3 separate regions of the Mus musculus genome follow, and all the other regions are linked to region 3. Evidence: chromatin contacts called from public HiChIP or PLAC-seq and Micro-C data. All regions are on one chromosome and are shown on one strand. Each heading gives the region's core, a stretch centred on a gene start, on an enhancer-like site or on the middle of the called end of the contact. The rest is flanking DNA. Distances are from core to core; before and after follow the strand shown.

Evidence for each region. A called contact is a pair of places that touch in the nucleus more often than the background predicts. HiChIP or PLAC-seq counts read pairs in DNA pulled down with a chosen protein or histone mark.
Region 1: a Micro-C map of embryonic stem cells shows a contact between it and region 3, with 4 times the contacts expected there. The contact joins the enhancer-like site here to the promoter of Clcn3 in region 3. A contact is called at or near these places in 1 of 39 promoter capture datasets (pre-B cells), 1 of 15 datasets of contacts at CTCF or cohesin (the NIH/3T3 cell line), 2 of 484 Hi-C or Micro-C datasets (cerebellar granule neurons and embryonic stem cells) and 1 of 9 other capture datasets (macrophages).
Region 2: a contact with region 3 is called in an HNF4G HiChIP or PLAC-seq map of pancreatic cancer cells. The contact joins the enhancer-like site here to the promoter of Clcn3 in region 3. A contact is called at or near these places in 3 of 39 promoter capture datasets (the HPC-7 cell line, cranial neural crest and pre-B cells), 1 of 115 datasets of contacts at active chromatin or transcription factors (pancreatic cancer cells) and 1 of 9 other capture datasets (adipose tissue).

The regions. Positions count from the first base shown.
Region 1 is chr8:60,658,367-60,661,298 of GRCm38.p6, reverse strand. All of the region lies in intron 2 of Mfap3l (microfibrillar-associated protein 3-like), which reads right to left. Among named protein-coding and RNA genes, the nearest start is that of Mfap3l, 27 kb to the right of the region's middle. Within about 2 kb of position 1,383, at least 12 of the 459 cell types and tissues checked have an H3K27ac peak or open chromatin away from gene starts, as enhancers often do. A contact at or near this core is called in embryonic stem cells, where this site is marked.
Region 2 is chr8:61,264,327-61,267,065 of GRCm38.p6, reverse strand. The region is part of intron 2 of Sh3rf1 (SH3 domain containing ring finger 1); the gene reads right to left. Among named protein-coding and RNA genes, the nearest start is that of 1700001D01Rik, 23 kb to the left of the region's middle. Within about 2 kb of position 1,470, at least 58 of the 459 cell types and tissues checked have an H3K27ac peak or open chromatin away from gene starts, as enhancers often do. A contact at or near this core is called in pancreatic cancer cells, where this site is marked.
Region 3 is chr8:60,982,037-60,984,885 of GRCm38.p6, reverse strand. Clcn3 (chloride channel, voltage-sensitive 3) reads left to right here and starts at 1,575. Exons shown (of 13, transcript NM_173873.1): 1 at 1,575-2,110.

The DNA.
Region 1 (2,932 bases), core at 134-2,633, 320 kb after region 3:
AGTTTTCTCCTATGCTGCTTAGTCAAGAAAACTCTTGAATGATTTCAACAACAGAGTATTATGTAAAATAAATCCACACAGAAAGGAGATTTTTAAGGAAGGGGGTTTAAAGAAAGAATCTGTCATCTCTAACAGTCAGGCATATTTTCAGGGTCTTGCATAAGTAGACTTTCTTGAAATACTTATTACTTTTATTATGTACACCTCTGATGGAGGTGTTAATGTGAATTTAAATGGTTTAACATTACAGTAAGAAAGTACGGTGAACTACGTTAAAGAATTAGCATGTTTGAAATAGTCGACCCTTCTCAGTCATGTAGCCATTTCCACTCATCTCCAGCAAAAGAAAAAAAAATGGAAGGCGGTACATTTCTGGCCAGCTGTGCTCATGCATGTTTGAATTCTGGAACTCAGTTGGTGGACCACCCGAAACACACTTTTAGTGACCTTCCAAGCTGTAACTCTCTCAAATGGAGATTACACATTATCCTTTCCTGCTTCATTTCCTGGAAATGAACTGAGGAGTGTCAGGAAAGCCAAGTGAAGCAGCTGCTGCTGCTCCTGTCAGGACAGGAAATGGCCCCGTTCTTCCTAGCACAGATGGGACCGCCATGCAGAGCAGCTGTATCACTCTTTCTGCATAAATGAGAAAGGAGATTGTTTCTTTCCAGGCTAATCACAAAGCCAATGGGAATCAGCTCCTGTGAGCAACCTGACCAATGATTTTGAAAACTTTTGTGTGTGCATGACACATGCACCCTACAGCAAAAAAATCCTAACTCTAACTAGGATGATAGTGGTTAAACTGTCTCTTCTCTGTGGGGCTCTTCCCACACTCATTCTAGCTGTGTTAAATGCACACAATATTTCTCATTGGTTGAGACCTTAAGGCTATACAGACTCCAGTCTGCCACAGGGAAGACAACAGGCTTTGTTCTGGTTGTGTAGTGTCTTCTCCAGCCTTCTGACTTCCCATCTGCGTCCCTGAGGACCGGCAACATCTCCCTTACATGCTTATCATCAGGACTAGAAGTTTTACATATATACTTGGTACACGAGCTTATGTGTAGAAGTTGTTAATGAAGATGATGCAAATTTGATTAATCTAGCTTAAACAGTCCCCCTGTAGGCACATAAACTCCTACTAATGTGATACCAGCATGATATTCATCCTGTAGCCAATCACCCTTTTGCTCCATTACTAATGAAATGCTGCCCAATTTAAGTCCCCAGTGTACTGGCTTGAAAACAGAAGTCTATGCCGGTGTTATAAAATGGACATTTATATAATGAGAAATTAAAGGCTGTGGGCCCTCCCAGGCTGCCCCAGTTCCATGGCAGTGCTAACGCTTCCTGAGGAACTCTGCCACTTCCCACATGCTGCCCACTTGCTAGGTGTGATGTTTGCTGCGTTTCCCCGTGTGCCTTGTGTTCTGAAATTACTATTATTACGCACTGTAATTACAAAAGCTGTGCGGGGGACATCAAGTACCGGCATTGCACATTCTTTTCGAGAAATTGAAAATCCATCTTCTTTTATGAGATTTAAAACAGCTAGCTGATTTATCAGCAAGTCTACAGAGAAGATGTGAGGCCTGAATGATGCTGCAAATTCCCAAGCACTGGGTGGCTTAGAGTCTACAGACAGGATATTCTAATAGGCCACTTGAACTTCCACAAGCAAAATGCATTTAAAATGTCACTACCATCTAGTACAGCTCAATCACCTTTACAGGCTGATGAAGAAGGCAAGCCAGGGTGTCTGCTGGCTGAGACTGATTTCATGGTCCCTAGGACCTTTGCAGTGAAGAAACTGTGCATTTCTCTGAAGCTGTAGGTAGTACTATGGAGCAACATTCAAAATGATGCGACTGAATTTCCGGCTCCCGTATTATGTTGTTACCATGGGTTTCTTCCTCTCTAGGACTTGGTAGCTAAGAGCACAAACTCCTCTTTAAATACCAAGGGGTATCATTTGTTTCACAGTTCTCTCGAAAGGTGAATTCCAGTCTGGAGTTCTTGTTCCTTTCAGTTTAGTCATCCTGATGTCCCTATGTGCCACACCCTCTGTTGGGGTCTACTTGACAGGCTGAAAAAAGTCTGTAAGCACTCAATGAGGAAAAGAGTTTCAAGGAACCTCACCTCCTGGAGTTTTGGTGTTCTCATTTACCCATATACTCATACTCTATTCCCGCGTTAGTCTGGTGTATGAATCTATGCGCTCTCTTTTAATATTTTATTATAAATGCCTTTTAAGATTAAATTCTGTTATAGTTAAGCCTCCCCATTGCTCTAAGGTCCCAGAAGCCTGCAAGCTTGAAATCTGAGCTTGAATTCCGGCAGGAATACAGAAAGGAAGTTACCTATTCAGTTACTAATTAAGCATTACAAAAGATGGAGCCAGTAACTCAGAGCTAGTCTGCAAAATATTTACCAAGGACAGTAGCAATTCTCACCCAAACAAGGGAATAATAGAGCTAGGGAATCCCACTGAGACAGAGGTCTACTCTACAGCTAGGTATAGAGAGCTTCATATTAGAAGTAAGTTGGTATATTCTTGTGTAGACCCAGGAAATAGGGTGTTGGGGTATTGCAGTATTCATGAAAAGATCTGCTAGTGCAGAACCCCTGGTGGTGGGTTTAACAATAGACCAGTTTACAGCTGGCTCCCTTCTTTTGTGACAGCAGCCTGGTCCTCATCTTCTTTTGATGTATACATTCTTTCTGTACTGCATCACTGTAACTTGGTGGATTGTATTTTGCCTGGTTTCTTGTTATTTCTTTGGTATAAAAAGTTTGATGCTCGACCTGACACAATGCATTTAGATTCTACACAATCTCACATGTTGGTCTGTCTGTCACCCACCGACGCTTTGCCCACCTGCCCCAGAGACCCGTTCCATGAAGACAAAGGGACCCAGAGGGTCTGCGG
Region 2 (2,739 bases), core at 221-2,720, 280 kb before region 3:
GATGTCTTTGGCTCTGTAGTGTTTGTTATTGTTGTTGTTATTGTTTGTTGTTTGGTTGTTTGATTGGTTGGTTTTTATAAAGCATCCTTTAAAAAAATTCTAGAGGTTTCCAAGGGTGCAAAGCAGAAATAACTCAAGTAGGTTCTAAGACCCACAATGGCCCCATCTACAATCAGACTGGAGAAATGTTCAGGCCATAAAGGTTGTGAGGCTCCTGTCCATAGCTGCAACTTATACAGCTATAGACAGGCTGACACATGACTACATTTTTGTTTTTAATCTCAAGATTGAGTTTTTCCAGAATTTCCTTAAGGTCTCCATTTGGCTAAACAAAGATATCTGAATGACATCACTGTTTTCTAATAAAAATAAATTATATTTCAATTCCAACTTCATCTATAGGAAAATAAGCTCATATTTGTAATGTTTCTTCCTTTTCTATTTATAGGAGAGGCATATACAGAATGATTACATTAATTAATAATTAGATTACTAGGAGCTGGAGAGATGGCTCAGCCCTTAGCACCGGTTGCTCTTGCAGAGATCCTGGACTCAGTACCCCATGGAGACTCACAATCATCAGTAAACCCCATTCCAGGCACCTAGTGCCCTCTTCTTATTTCAGGTACAACATAGGAACCAGGAACATATGTGGTACACAAACATACAGACAAAACATATACATAAAGTAAAATAAACACTTTAAAAATAAATTACTGTCAGATACAACCCAATTCTCTAATACTTTTCTGGCCTCTAAATGATCATAGGAACAATTTTCTGAATCTTCAAAACAGTATGTGAAGTTTGCCAAAGAGATGGCACAGCAGAGAAAGGTGTTTGCCGCCAATCCCCATGACCTGAGTTCAATCCCCAGGGACCCATAGAGCTGAAGGAGAGAACCAACTCTACACGTTGTCCTCTGACCTCCGTGGCATGTGCGCACACATACAAAGTGTAAATCGGGCTACTGACTGCTCACTGGGCAAAGGTATGGGTTGCCAAGCCTCACAGCTTAAGTTCAAGCCCCAGTACCCATGTGGGTGAAGAGAGGAACCAACTCCCCAAAGCACACTGTGGCATGCATGTGTGGATGTGGGGGTTAGAAGACAGCTTTAATCATAAATAAATGTAATTTAAAAATTTAAACAGCATTTGAACATAATAATTCTACAATACATGAGTTTTTAGTTTTTAGTTTTTCAAACTGTGCTCTTTAAAACATCTATAAATGTGGATTGATGTACTTCAGTTTAAAAAGCTAGTCTGCAGTCACATACATGATGTGATGTGAGGCCACGGTGCCTCCCTCCCTGTTAGGCCATGATGCGCACTGTCAGAAGTCCCCAAGCAGGGAAGTCACCGAGTTTACTACCATCAGTGTCTCCAGAAAGTTTCCCTAGCCCCCATATGCAAGTGAGAAGAGGGAAATGACCAGCAAGTCCCCACTGAGGATCCCTCACGTAGGAAAGTGCTGAGCTTACTCATCAGAGCTGGGAACACAGCCAAGCGCAGCTTAGCCTCTAAGTGTAGGGGATAAATAAACAGAAAAGCATTTGCAAATACCAAGTGCAGAATCAAAGCCAAACTGCAACTATGATTAAAATTTACTCTAGACAACACAAATATGAAAAAGGTTCTGTTGTCTATTATTTTTTAAAATGTAGTATTCTACAGGGCTTTCATCAGGGCAAGTCTACATAAACGTGACTGTGTTTGTAACTAACACGCATGCATCTTGTCCCTCGGATAAAGCTCTGGAAGGCCCCATTCACCATATCTGAGCAACAGAACTTGTAAAGAATTTTTAATCTATGTGTATGAGGGTCTGCACGCATGCACACCACTGACAGGCCTGGTGTTAACAAGGCCAGAAAGGCGCATCAGCTGCCCTCGAAGTGGAGTTACAGTTAGTTGTGAGCCACCGGGCAGGTACTGCCGGAACGGCAAGTGCTCTTAATCTCTGAACCATCTCTTCAGCCGACAGGCTCTTTAGAAAGGCCCTTCAAACTCTTTTTTCATGTGATAAGCAAGCAATGACACTCAACTAAAAGAAACTAAAGTCACCTTTGAAGGATTAGGAAATCTTTGAGATGACTTTTATTCTGGGGTTTTGGGTTTTTTTTTTTTCTCCTTAAAATTCTACAATATTTCAACCTAAATTTAAATTATTTCTCTTTAACCTAAAGATATAACAAGTACTAACTATTTAAATATTTCCAAATGCCTTCAAGTAATATCTTTGTGCGTGTGCACGTGTGTGTGTGTGTGTGTGTGTGTGTGTGTGTGTGTGTGTGTATGTGTATGTCTATTGAGGTCTCACCTGTTCCAGGCTGGCCTTCAATTATCTATGTAACAGAAATGACTTGAATTTCTATTGCTCCTGCTCCCAACTCACTTTAGAGCAGTGGTTCTCAACCTTCCTAAATGCTGAGACCTCTAACACAGCCCCTCATGCTGTGACAATCCCAGCCCTCATGCTGTGATGATCCCTGACGATCCCAGCCCTCATGTTGTGACAACCCCAACCATAATATCATTTTGTTGCTACTTCATAACTATAATTTTGCTAGTTATGAATTATAATATAAACATCTGATCCGCAGGATATCTGATAAGTGACCCCGAAGCAGTCTCAACCCACAGGCTGTGAGCCACAGTGGGCTGTGAACCCACAGGTTGTGACATCACACCCATTTGTGTGGTGCTAGACTAACACTCTACCTACTGAGGCCCATA
Region 3 (2,849 bases), core at 326-2,825:
GATGTCGGCCACGAGGCTCGAAAGCTAGGGGTTTTTATGGGATAAGGGGCTTATCTTTGTTCACATAGTAACCAGTTGATGTATGACTTTACCCGGTGTCATGGGGCAGTAGACAGAGGGGAGGTTCCGGCCAGATGGTGTCGACTCAGACAAGATAGCCTTGCCTGCGCCGTCCTTGCATTTTTTCATTTTTACAGTCAAGCTGTTCTTAGGAATGTCTTAACAACAGCCCTGTCTGTTCTGCTTTGTTCTCGGCCCCAGGCCACGGGCTCATAGACAACTCTTTTACATGAATCACAAGTTACAAAATCTCATTTTCCTTCAGGAGTACTTACAGAAAGGCTTACATCTAACCTGGAAACAGTTAAAATTATTTCTCTGAAGAGAGTAAAGATTGAGAACTACTAGTGTGGTTGGATGTATGCCAGAAATTAAGTATTTTACTTCTGTCAAGCTTGAAGTAGAACACAGCACTTCTGGTATGCCACAAACTGTGCCCACCACATGTTTTAAAATAAATTATTCTCACAAATCAGTGTATAAGTGTTACCAAAAAACCAACCAACCAAACAAACAAACGAAAACAAATGTATAAGTAGACAGTTTTCTTGTCTACTTAAAGGAGTAATCTTTCACAAAAGAACTAAAACAGTTCAGAAGGAATCTGTCATCTTTATAGAAAATAGATCGATTGGCTATGACTACTGCTTTTAATAAAAAATCTAGACGCTCCCCCTGCAAAAGAATCAGGCTACATGTCAGCAGTGAGAGCTCAAGTCACACTTAATATATGTAAGACAGTAAATATACTAGGACATTAGTATTCATTAGGCGATATATAAATATACATGAGACACTCAACCAAGACATGTCTTAATTCTGCCACCCAGTGGCGACTGCCATCCTGGTCCCACAGGTCTTGTCCAGTTACAAACACTGCACCTACCTGTTCACCAGGCTCTTGGGCAAGCTCTGGCCGAGGCCAGGAATTTATTTATGCACCTCCCTGCTGAGTCACAATACAGCTCCTTGAGCAAGGGGAACAGGCTTCCTATATATTGTGACACACGACAGGAACCCAGTATGTAAGACCACGTGGAACCCTCAGCTCTTTGGAAATGCATGGTGTCTAAATTTGGACTCATCAGGATTTTCTTTGGTATTTTTTTGTTAAAGCGCATAACCTGCGACGGCGCATAAGGCTGGATGATACCGTAGTACACTCTGTACACCATTACAGGCCCTGTAGCATTAGACGCGGCTCTGGAACCCCGGGGGTCATACGCTCGCTTCCGCCTGCTTCGGCTTCTCACCGCTGAGCGGAAGCCAGGCATTGCCACGATGCCGGGGACCGCACACTTCCGAAGCGCTTTCTCCGCCGGGGAGAACGTGAGCGACGTGAGAGCAGGTGGCACCTCGGCCGCCCAGCGTGGCCTTCGAGGCTCCCCTAGGAGGTCTTCTCCCGGCCACGCCCTGGTCACGCCCATCGCTCCATTCCGACCAATAGGCGCAGAGGTGCCTCCCAGTGCGGCCGTGGAAGTGCTTGGACGGTGGGACGCCGAGCGGCCGTTCACGTCAACGCGCTGACGTCACGCGCGTGCGACGCACCTGTCGGGCTCCGACTCCTGCAGCTTCTCTTCCAGTTCAGCGGGTCAGGGCTGGTCGCGGAATCGCTCGGCTGTCACCTCGCCAGCTCGTTGCCGGTGCGCTCGGGGCGGGCCGTCCGTCCGTCTGTCCGGAGGATGAGGCTGGAGTGGGCGGAGGCGTGAGAACCGCGTTACTTTCCTCCCGAGGTGGAGCGCGACTGCTCCTGTAGTCCTTGGAGAGCGCAGTGAGCCTCCAGTCGGGGCAGAGGCGGGTTGGTTTGAGGGCCCGCTGGAGCCGGAGGATTGAACTTCACCCTGAAACCAGCCTCCGCCGGTCCCACCTGGCCGCCTTTACGTAACCTCTCCTGAAAGGCCGGTAGCAGTAAAGTCCGCCGGGGTGGCCACCCGGCAGCGGTGTCCCGGTGAAGCTCCCGGGGCGGCTGGCGCGCGATCGCAAGCAGATGCGGGGTCCACAGGCAGCGCAGCCACCAGCCGCCCAGCTTGCTATGCCTCTGAGCTGCAAGGTGAGTCGCCAGCTGTCAGCTTCACGCCTTGACGGTGGACCGCGAGGCCGGGCTCTGGCCGAGGTGCCCACCTACCTGCTGTCCAGCCCATTAAAATCTCTCCTGTTCCCTCCCGGAACCTTCGAAGGACCTATACGTAGAATTAAAAACTAGGAACCAGCACAGAATTAGTCTTGAATTTACAGTTTGCTCAAGTTTAAAAACGTTTAGGTTTTTTTATTTTATCTTATTTGGTCTTTAGACTTATGCATATCAAATCATTTTTTGTGTGGATATTTGCGTTTTGGTAGTAAACTTGTTGAAACAGAAGTTACTTTAGAGAACTTTTCGTCCTGTGTGCTTTATTTAAAGTATGGCGTTTTAAAATTAGACCACAAGGAAGTTAATTGCATATTCATCGGGTGTGTTCTAATTCTAGGCCGAGATTTCGATTTCCTTTGAAAAGGATGACTCTTTAAGACAATTGGACCAAACCTTTTAATACCTCTCCGCGTGTGCGAGTATAAAATTTAAAAAGTTCAGTTCTGCAAACTTTTTTTGAGCCGTGTATTCAGTTCCTGCACGATCACTGTGGCTTATATATAACTGATACTTTGTAGATGTACTTTTTACCCATGAAAAATTTAGATTATTTTCCTTGGGTCAGTTTTACATACCTCTGTAAATTACAAAAAAAAAAAATGGTTTTTCAGTTCGGGAGTATATACAAGAAGTCCAATGCTTATGTGGATGTTGTTGA